2 separate regions of the Danio rerio genome follow, and region 2 is linked to region 1. Evidence: chromatin contacts called from public Micro-C data. All regions are on one chromosome and are shown on one strand. Each heading gives the region's core, a stretch centred on a gene start, on an enhancer-like site or on the middle of the called end of the contact. The rest is flanking DNA. Distances are from core to core; before and after follow the strand shown.

What was found. Hi-C and Micro-C count contacts between places; a contact is called where the count stands out from the background.
Region 2: a Micro-C map of caudal fin shows a contact between it and region 1, with 4 times the contacts expected there. The contact joins the promoter of wdr91 here to the promoter of LOC141379941 in region 1. A contact is called at or near these places in 2 of 18 Hi-C or Micro-C datasets (caudal fin and hematopoietic stem cells) and 1 of 4 datasets of contacts at active chromatin or transcription factors (embryo).

What each region holds. Positions count from the first base shown.
Region 1 is chr21:1,364,963-1,368,777 of GRCz12tu, reverse strand. It overlaps LOC141379941, which reads left to right and starts at 2,179. Exons shown (of 4, transcript XM_073935671.1): 1 at 2,179-2,657. The coding sequence starts at 2,636. txnl1 (thioredoxin-like 1) reads right to left here and starts at 2,452. Exons shown (of 8, transcript NM_201138.2): 1 at 2,199-2,452; 2 at 282-378. The coding sequence starts at 2,296.
Region 2 is chr21:2,102,734-2,106,548 of GRCz12tu, reverse strand. It overlaps wdr91 (WD repeat domain 91), which reads right to left and starts at 2,010. Exons shown (of 16, transcript NM_205605.1): 1 at 2,000-2,010; 2 at 525-655. The coding sequence starts at 2,000.

The DNA.
Region 1 (3,815 bases), core at 930-3,429:
TTTTAGAGCAGTGAGCACAATACCATGAAACCGTGATATTTTTATGCAAGGCTATCATACCGTCAGAATCTTTTACCGGCCCATGCCTATTTATGACCTACAAAACGACTGCAACGGATGTAAAGACAAGAAAAAAAATCTTTAGAAATAAAACATTAATCTTTATGTTTAAAAAAAAAAAAAAGACTGGATCTCACATTTTATCACATTTTGCAGAGTTCCCATATCTAATTCTTTCCAAATGTAAATGGTATGTATACTGTAAACACTGCAAGTCTGACCTGACAGACGTGGACATCGACTTCCAGAAACACAACCTGAGGATATTTGTTGCTCAACATGTTGAACGCTGGAGCTATTCTGACACAAGGACGACATCTGGACAGAGAAAAACACAAATGAGCCGGAGAAAAACACTGGACACACATGAACAGGACACAACAACATTACTTAAATGTCAAGTTTAGTGAATGTGCTTTTCAGGGTAGCTAATGGGTGGAAAGTGTCTAGTAAATTTCGATATGAACTTCTCGGGATTTTTGAAAACATTCCAAGAAACTATATGTTATATTATAATAATAATATAATAATTATAATAATAATAATATAATTATATTTTATATAAATTACTTGAAAATTTAGAGGAATTCATATAAACTTTTTATACAAACTTTTTTTTTTCTTATAAAACATAACTTTAAGGATTGATTCATTCATTTTTAGACAACACAATAGTGACATTTTAATCCCAGAAGTTTTTTTTTTTCCATATCGATCATTTCAAATCACAAAACAGTAAGCATTTATTAATTTGACACGCTTTCAATTTCAATATGCGTTAAATGACAACAGATTTATTTGAATTTTGGATTAATCTTTATCAGACTTTCACAGAATAAAACAAAAACATTAACATTTTACTCAAACCTACAGCTAATAAATCAATTAAACACAGTGGTACTTTATTTTCAAATTGTAGATACATACAACTTAGAATTATGCGGCATAATTAAATGAAAATGAAATAATTATCGTAATATTTCAACATTTGAAAGGTTTGCCTGGGTGTCGTGTTAAACACGGGCAAAACAAGTATATTCCCAAAGTGATTTGGTGAAAAATAAATCTCAATTGTTGTTGTTTTGAGCTATTGTTAACACGCTGATGTGTGTTTGCCAATTCAGGTCGGTGCTGTTCTGTTGTGTTCTCGTCCTCCTGTGTGTGTGTTTACAAAGTTATCCGAGTGTTGTTGTGTTCTCGTCCACCAGTCAGGTGTGTGTGTGTGTGTGTGTGTTTTGCAATATCATGTCAGTCAGTGTTGTGTTGTGGTCCTTTGGTCAAGTGTGTGTGTTGAGTCATGTCAAGATTGTTGTGTTGTGTTCTCGTGCAGTTGTATGTGTGTGTGTTTACTAAGTCATGCCAGTGTTGTGTTTTTGTCCTTCGGTCAGGTGTGTGTGTGTGTTATGTTAAGTCATGTCAAGATCGTTGTGTTCCCGTCCTCCTGTATGTGTGTGTATATGTTTACTAAGTCATGTCGGTGTTGTTGTGTTGTGTTTTGTCCTTCAGTCAGGTGTGTGTGTGTGTGTGTTATGCTTAGTCATGTCGGTTTTGTGTTGTGTTCACGATCTTCTGTATGTGTGTGTGTTTTGCAATATCATGTCAGGGTTGTGTTGTGTTCTGGTTTTTTGGTCGGGTGTGTGTGTGTGTGTGTGTGTGTGTTATGCTAAGTCCTGTCGGTTGTGTTCTCGTCCTCCTGTATGTGTGTGTGCGTGTGTGTTTACTAAGTCATGTCGGTGTTGTTGTGTTCTCATCCTTCAGTCAGGTGGTGTGTATGTGTGTGTTATGCTAAGTCATGTCAGGGTGGTTGTGTTTTGTTCTCGTCCTCCAGTCAGGTGTGTGTGTGTGTGTGTGTGTGTGTGTGTGTGTGTGTGTGTGTGTGTGTGTGTGTGTGTGTGTTTTGCTAAGTCATGCCGGTGTTGTTGTGTTCTCGTGTGTGTCTGATTTGCTAAGTCATGTCGGTGTTTTTGTGTTGTGTTTTCGTCCTCCGGTCAGTCTTAGTAAATGTGTGTGTGTGTGTGTGTGTGTGTGTGTGTGTGTGTGTGTGTGTGTGTGTGTGTGTGTGTGTGTGTGTGTGTGTGTGTGTGTGTGATCTGAATGAACCAGCGGCCTCACACACACACTCTCTCTCGCTCACTCACCCGCTCATGGTGAACTTCACCACGGTCAGTCTGGAACCCGCTCCGCTGAGCTCCGCCTGGAAATCCGAGTCATTCCCGATCACCTTGACCCCGACCATGACTCCAGCACACCGGGAACGAGCCGCTGATCACCGCGATTAATCAATCACCGCTAACCGGACAAATCGAGCAAAATCACCGAGCATTCGGCGCGGCACGACGCTTTTACCGGAACACGCTTCCTGTGTAGTGATGACGGAGGATACGAAACTGACCAATCACAGAGGACTCTGCAAGCGACGTCACTGGAATCGTTCGTGAGGTGTCGCAAAGCATTGCAACTGTCGTAATTGTTTTTTAATTATTATATTTTTAATTGCATGTATACGTATATCAATGAACACACATAAGCAATAACAGAAAAGGAGTACAACAATAAAATGAAAATGTAATATGACATGATTCAGCTACATGCAAAAGGTAATTGTAAGCCTTTTAAAATTAAGCATAGTTGTTTCGCTTTATTATTCCTTAATTAAGGCAAGGCGAGGTTATTTCTACAGCACATTTCACACATAATGGTAATTCAAAGCGCTTTACATAAACAAGAATAAAAGAAACAAGAAAATAAAAATTATTTAAATTATTTCAAATGATTAAAACAGATAAAACAGATTAACATGTGTTAAAACGTGTTATAAAAGAGTGAAAAAGAAAAGAAAAACGTAATAGTGCACTTAAATGTCACATTCCTGTGTAAAATGAGTAAAACTGTTTTTTACTGCGCAATTAAAATTACGATTAAAGGACTCCATAAATAATGAGAAATAATTAATTTAAAAACATATCTATATGGTTTTTAAAATTAATTTAGCATTTTTCTTTTCGTTGCTCACAGCAGAGTATTTGTTTATTTTATTGTGGATGTTTTTATAAACAAGTGTCCGAATTTATTCAGAACAAAAACAACGAACATGAAAAAATAATAAAATAAAATATATAAAATAATAAAGTAAAATAATTAAAAATTAATAATTAAATGATGTGTATTGTATTTCTTCTGAATGTGCGCTGAAAAATGTGGTTTGTTGGTAGAAGGGATACAGCTGCGGCCGGAAGTCAACGACAATTATTTGTATCATTTATAAAGTTTCCATGAACGTCTGTCTACCCCTAAACACTCACTGTAAATGTACAAACAGTTATTATAACGATAATTATTTATATTATTCATTATATTACCCATTAAATTGTATTTTATTAACGTCTACCCCTACTTTAACCTGTTTCGTAAAAACAGTTGCTATAACGATAATTATTTATTAATTTACCTATTAAATATTTTACTAACGAATACCCCAACCCTCATAGTAATGCAAATGGTTATTATAACGATAATTATTTATATTATTTATTCCATTTCTCATTAAATTGTATTTTATTAACGTTAAATATATATAATTGTTGTACAAACATGATGCTAAATTAGAAGTATTTAGAAGTATCCCTTCTAGACATTGTGTTTCCATGGTGATACTGCGATTATTAACGTAAGCAAAACATGAGCAGAATCAACACTCTGAAGCATTTAATCCTGCTGTCATTAATCGCACTGAACCAGACGAGCAACGAGCACGG
Region 2 (3,815 bases), core at 761-3,260, 740 kb before region 1:
ACACATGCTCGCTTCAACACACACACGCACGCACGTACGTACGTACGTACGTACGTACGTACACACACTCCCACACTGGCTCGCATGCACGTTTACACACATGGACGCATGCACCCACACTCACTCACATCCACGCATTTTTGCTCACACACACACACACTCTCACACACATGCTCACTTGAACACACACATACACGCACGTACGTACGTACACACACTCCCACACTGGCTCGCATGCACGCTTACACACATGGACGCATGCACCCACACTCACTCACATACACGCATTTTTGCTCACACATACACACACACACTCTCACACACATGCTCGCTTGAACACACACACACACGCACGCACGTACGTACGTACGTACACACACTCCCACACTGGCTCGCATGCACCCTTACACATATGGACGCATGCACCCACACTCACTCACATACACACATTTTTGCTCACACACACACACACATACTCTCACACACATGCCTGCTTGAACACACGCGCTTACACACACACTGACCCTGAAGCCCTTCTCCTTGTCTGTTTTGATCTCGGAGTCCAGGTGTTTGAGTGTGCTGGTGAAGCCTCGGTAGATCAGGTACTCTCTCACCAGATCATCTGTTCTCTCCACCGCAGACGCCATCACACACACTGCAACACACAAGACAGACAGACAGACAGAGCAAAATCTCAGCATTAGGTATCCAGTACAAACCCAAAAACCCTACGGCTTTATGTCCCGTTTACACTTGAGCAACTAAATGAACCCCAAAGTTTATTTAACTGGTTGTATTTTAATTACATTACAACATCGGTGCTGTGAAAGGAACCGTATAAAATGAAAAAAAGTTCCAGATCACGGGAAGTTTATCAGTATGGGAACAACACAAGCTCGGCATATACCATCAACGCTTTAGCACAATAACGAAATACCTTTTCAAAAATACCTAATAATTTGATTATCATTTATTCATATTATTTAAAATTTACTTCATGTATTCCCTGCAGAAAAAATCCAGCTTAAACCAGCCTAGGCTGGTAAGCTGGTTTTAGCTGGTCGACCAGGCTGGTTTTAGAGGGGTTTTGGTCATTTCCAGGCTGCTTTCCAGCCTGGTCTTAGCTGGAAACTGACCAGCAAAATCCAGCTAAAACCAGCTTGACCAGACTGGTTTAACCTGGACATAGCTGGTTTTGGCTGGGCTCCCAGCCTGGCTAGGCTGGTCAAGCTGGTTTTAGCTGGTCATCTCCCAGCCTGACCAGCTAAGACCAGGCTGGAAATGGCTGGAAACCAGCCTGGAAATGGCCAAAACCCCTCTAAAACCAGCCTGGTCGACCAGCTAAAACCAGCCAACCAGCCTAGGCTGGTTTAAGCTGTTTTTTTCAGTAGGGTTTTTATGTTGCTTAAAATATTAGTATTATATATTTAGTAATATATTTTAGTATTACTTTTAACATTACGCTTGAATGTATTTACGTTTGTGAGCTTATATTTAAGCTTCCTAACATTGTTATCTTTATTTTAACAGTGTTATAATATATGTACAAACACAGATCATGTGTATAAATGCGATGCTTTCCATGCACGAACTATTACATTGCATTCATTTAGATTAAGCTGGAGATTCCTCATCAATAAGCGCATATTAGAGGTGCTATCACACACACACACACTCACACACACACACACACACACACACACACACACACACACACACACACACACACACACACACACACACACACACACACACACAAAAGCCTCGTTTTAAATGCTGCTTCTGTAAAGCGTTTACATAAAATGACCAAACAGTAAATAACGAGTCTTCCAGTGTGTTTCTCACTCATGTGGATGCTCTGAGACAAACACGACTTCATGCATGACACGTGCTGTTCACTTCCGCTTTACATGTGGCTACATTTATCTACAAATACACGCAAATACAACATGTATACAATGGAAACAAATAGATTTATAAGGATTAAACAGGCTCTTACTTCACTGCCAGAAAGCGTTTCTTCCTGTTTTTGCCTTCTGCTTGTCATGTGACTGCTGGTGTCACGTGAAGTCTCCAGCGTCATGTGAAGATGTCAGCTGATCCTCCGCCAGAGGGCGCGCGTTAACAACAAACCGAACTTTAACACTCCCTTTAAAACACCGTGCAATGCTTTTAGTGTGTTTTAGCAAGCTGTTATGCAGTGCTGTGTTGTGCTTTCATTTTCAATTTGATGGGAATATCCACAGTTTGTTGGAAGACAAAGCCCACAACAATACAGAAATCAAGCACATTTCTACCACATTATTCGTTTTTCTACTTTTTTACATAATATGCATACACTAATTTTCCCTGTTTTATAAAAAAAAATCATATATTAAAAAATATAGAAAGATAATATATTATGATACACTCACCGGCCACTTTATTAGGTACACCTGTCCAAGTTGCTTGCTAACGCAAATTTCCAATCAGCCAATCACATGGCAGCAGCTCAATGCATTTAGGCATGTAGACATGATCAAGACGATCTGCTGCAGTTCAAAGCGAGGATCAGAATGGGGAAGAAAGAGGATTTAAGTGACTTTGAACGTGGCATGGTTGTTGCTGCCAGACGGGCTGCTCTGAGTATTTCAGAAACTGCTGATCTACTGGGATTTTCACGCACAACCATCTCTAGGGTTTACAGAGAATGCTCCGACAAAGAGGAAATATCCAGTGAGCGGCAGTTCTGTGGGCGCAAATGCCTTGTTGATGCCAGAGGTCAGAGGAGAATGGCCAGACTGGTTCCAGCTGATAGAAAGGCAACAGTAACTCAAATAAGCACTCGTTACAACCGAGCTCTGCAGAAGAGCATCTCTGAACACACAACACGTCCAACCTTGAGGCGGATGGGCTACAGCAGCAGAAGAGCACACCGGGTGCCGCTCCTGTCAGCTAAGAACAGGAAACTGAGGCTACAATTCACACAGACTCACCAAAACTGGACAATAGAAGATTGGAGAAACGTTGCTGCTCTGATGAGTCTCCATTTCTGCTGACACATTCAGATGCTCGGGTCAGAATTTGGCCTCAACAACATGAAAGCATGGATCATCCTGCCTTATATCAGCGGTTCAGGCTGCTGGTGGTGGTGTAATGGTGTGGGGGAGATTTTCTTTGGGTCCATTAGTACCAATTGAGCATCAACGCCACAGCCTACCTGAGCATTGCTGCTGACCATGTCCATCCCTTTATGAGCACAGTGTCTCCATCTTCTGACGGCTACTTCCAGCAGGATAACGCAGCATGTCATAAAGCTCAATCATCTCAGACTGGTTTCTTGAACATGACGATGAGTTCACTGTACTCAAATGGCCTCCACAGTCACCAGAGCTCAATCCAATAGAGCAGCTTTGGGATGTGGTGGAACGGGAGATTGGCATCATGGATGTGCAGCCGACAAATCTGCAGCAACTGTGTGATGCTATCATGACAATATGGAGCAAAATCTCTGAGGAATATTTCCAGTATCTTGTTGAATCTACGCCATGAAGGATTAAGGCAGTTCTGAAGGCAAAAGGGGTCCAACCCAGTACTAGTAAGGTGTACCTAATAAAGTGGCCGGTTAGTGTATATATGTGTGCGTGTGTATAGATAGATAGATAGATAGAAAGAAACAGGCAAAAATGTATATATCCCAAATAATTTTTGTTGTAAACACATTTTAACATTTTTATTTGATCGTTTTGTTGTAGGGTGACACAAACACACACAATTGAAACACAAGCCGTTAAAATCTCAAGCATTTTCTTCTTTATTCTTTAGTAACGTTACAC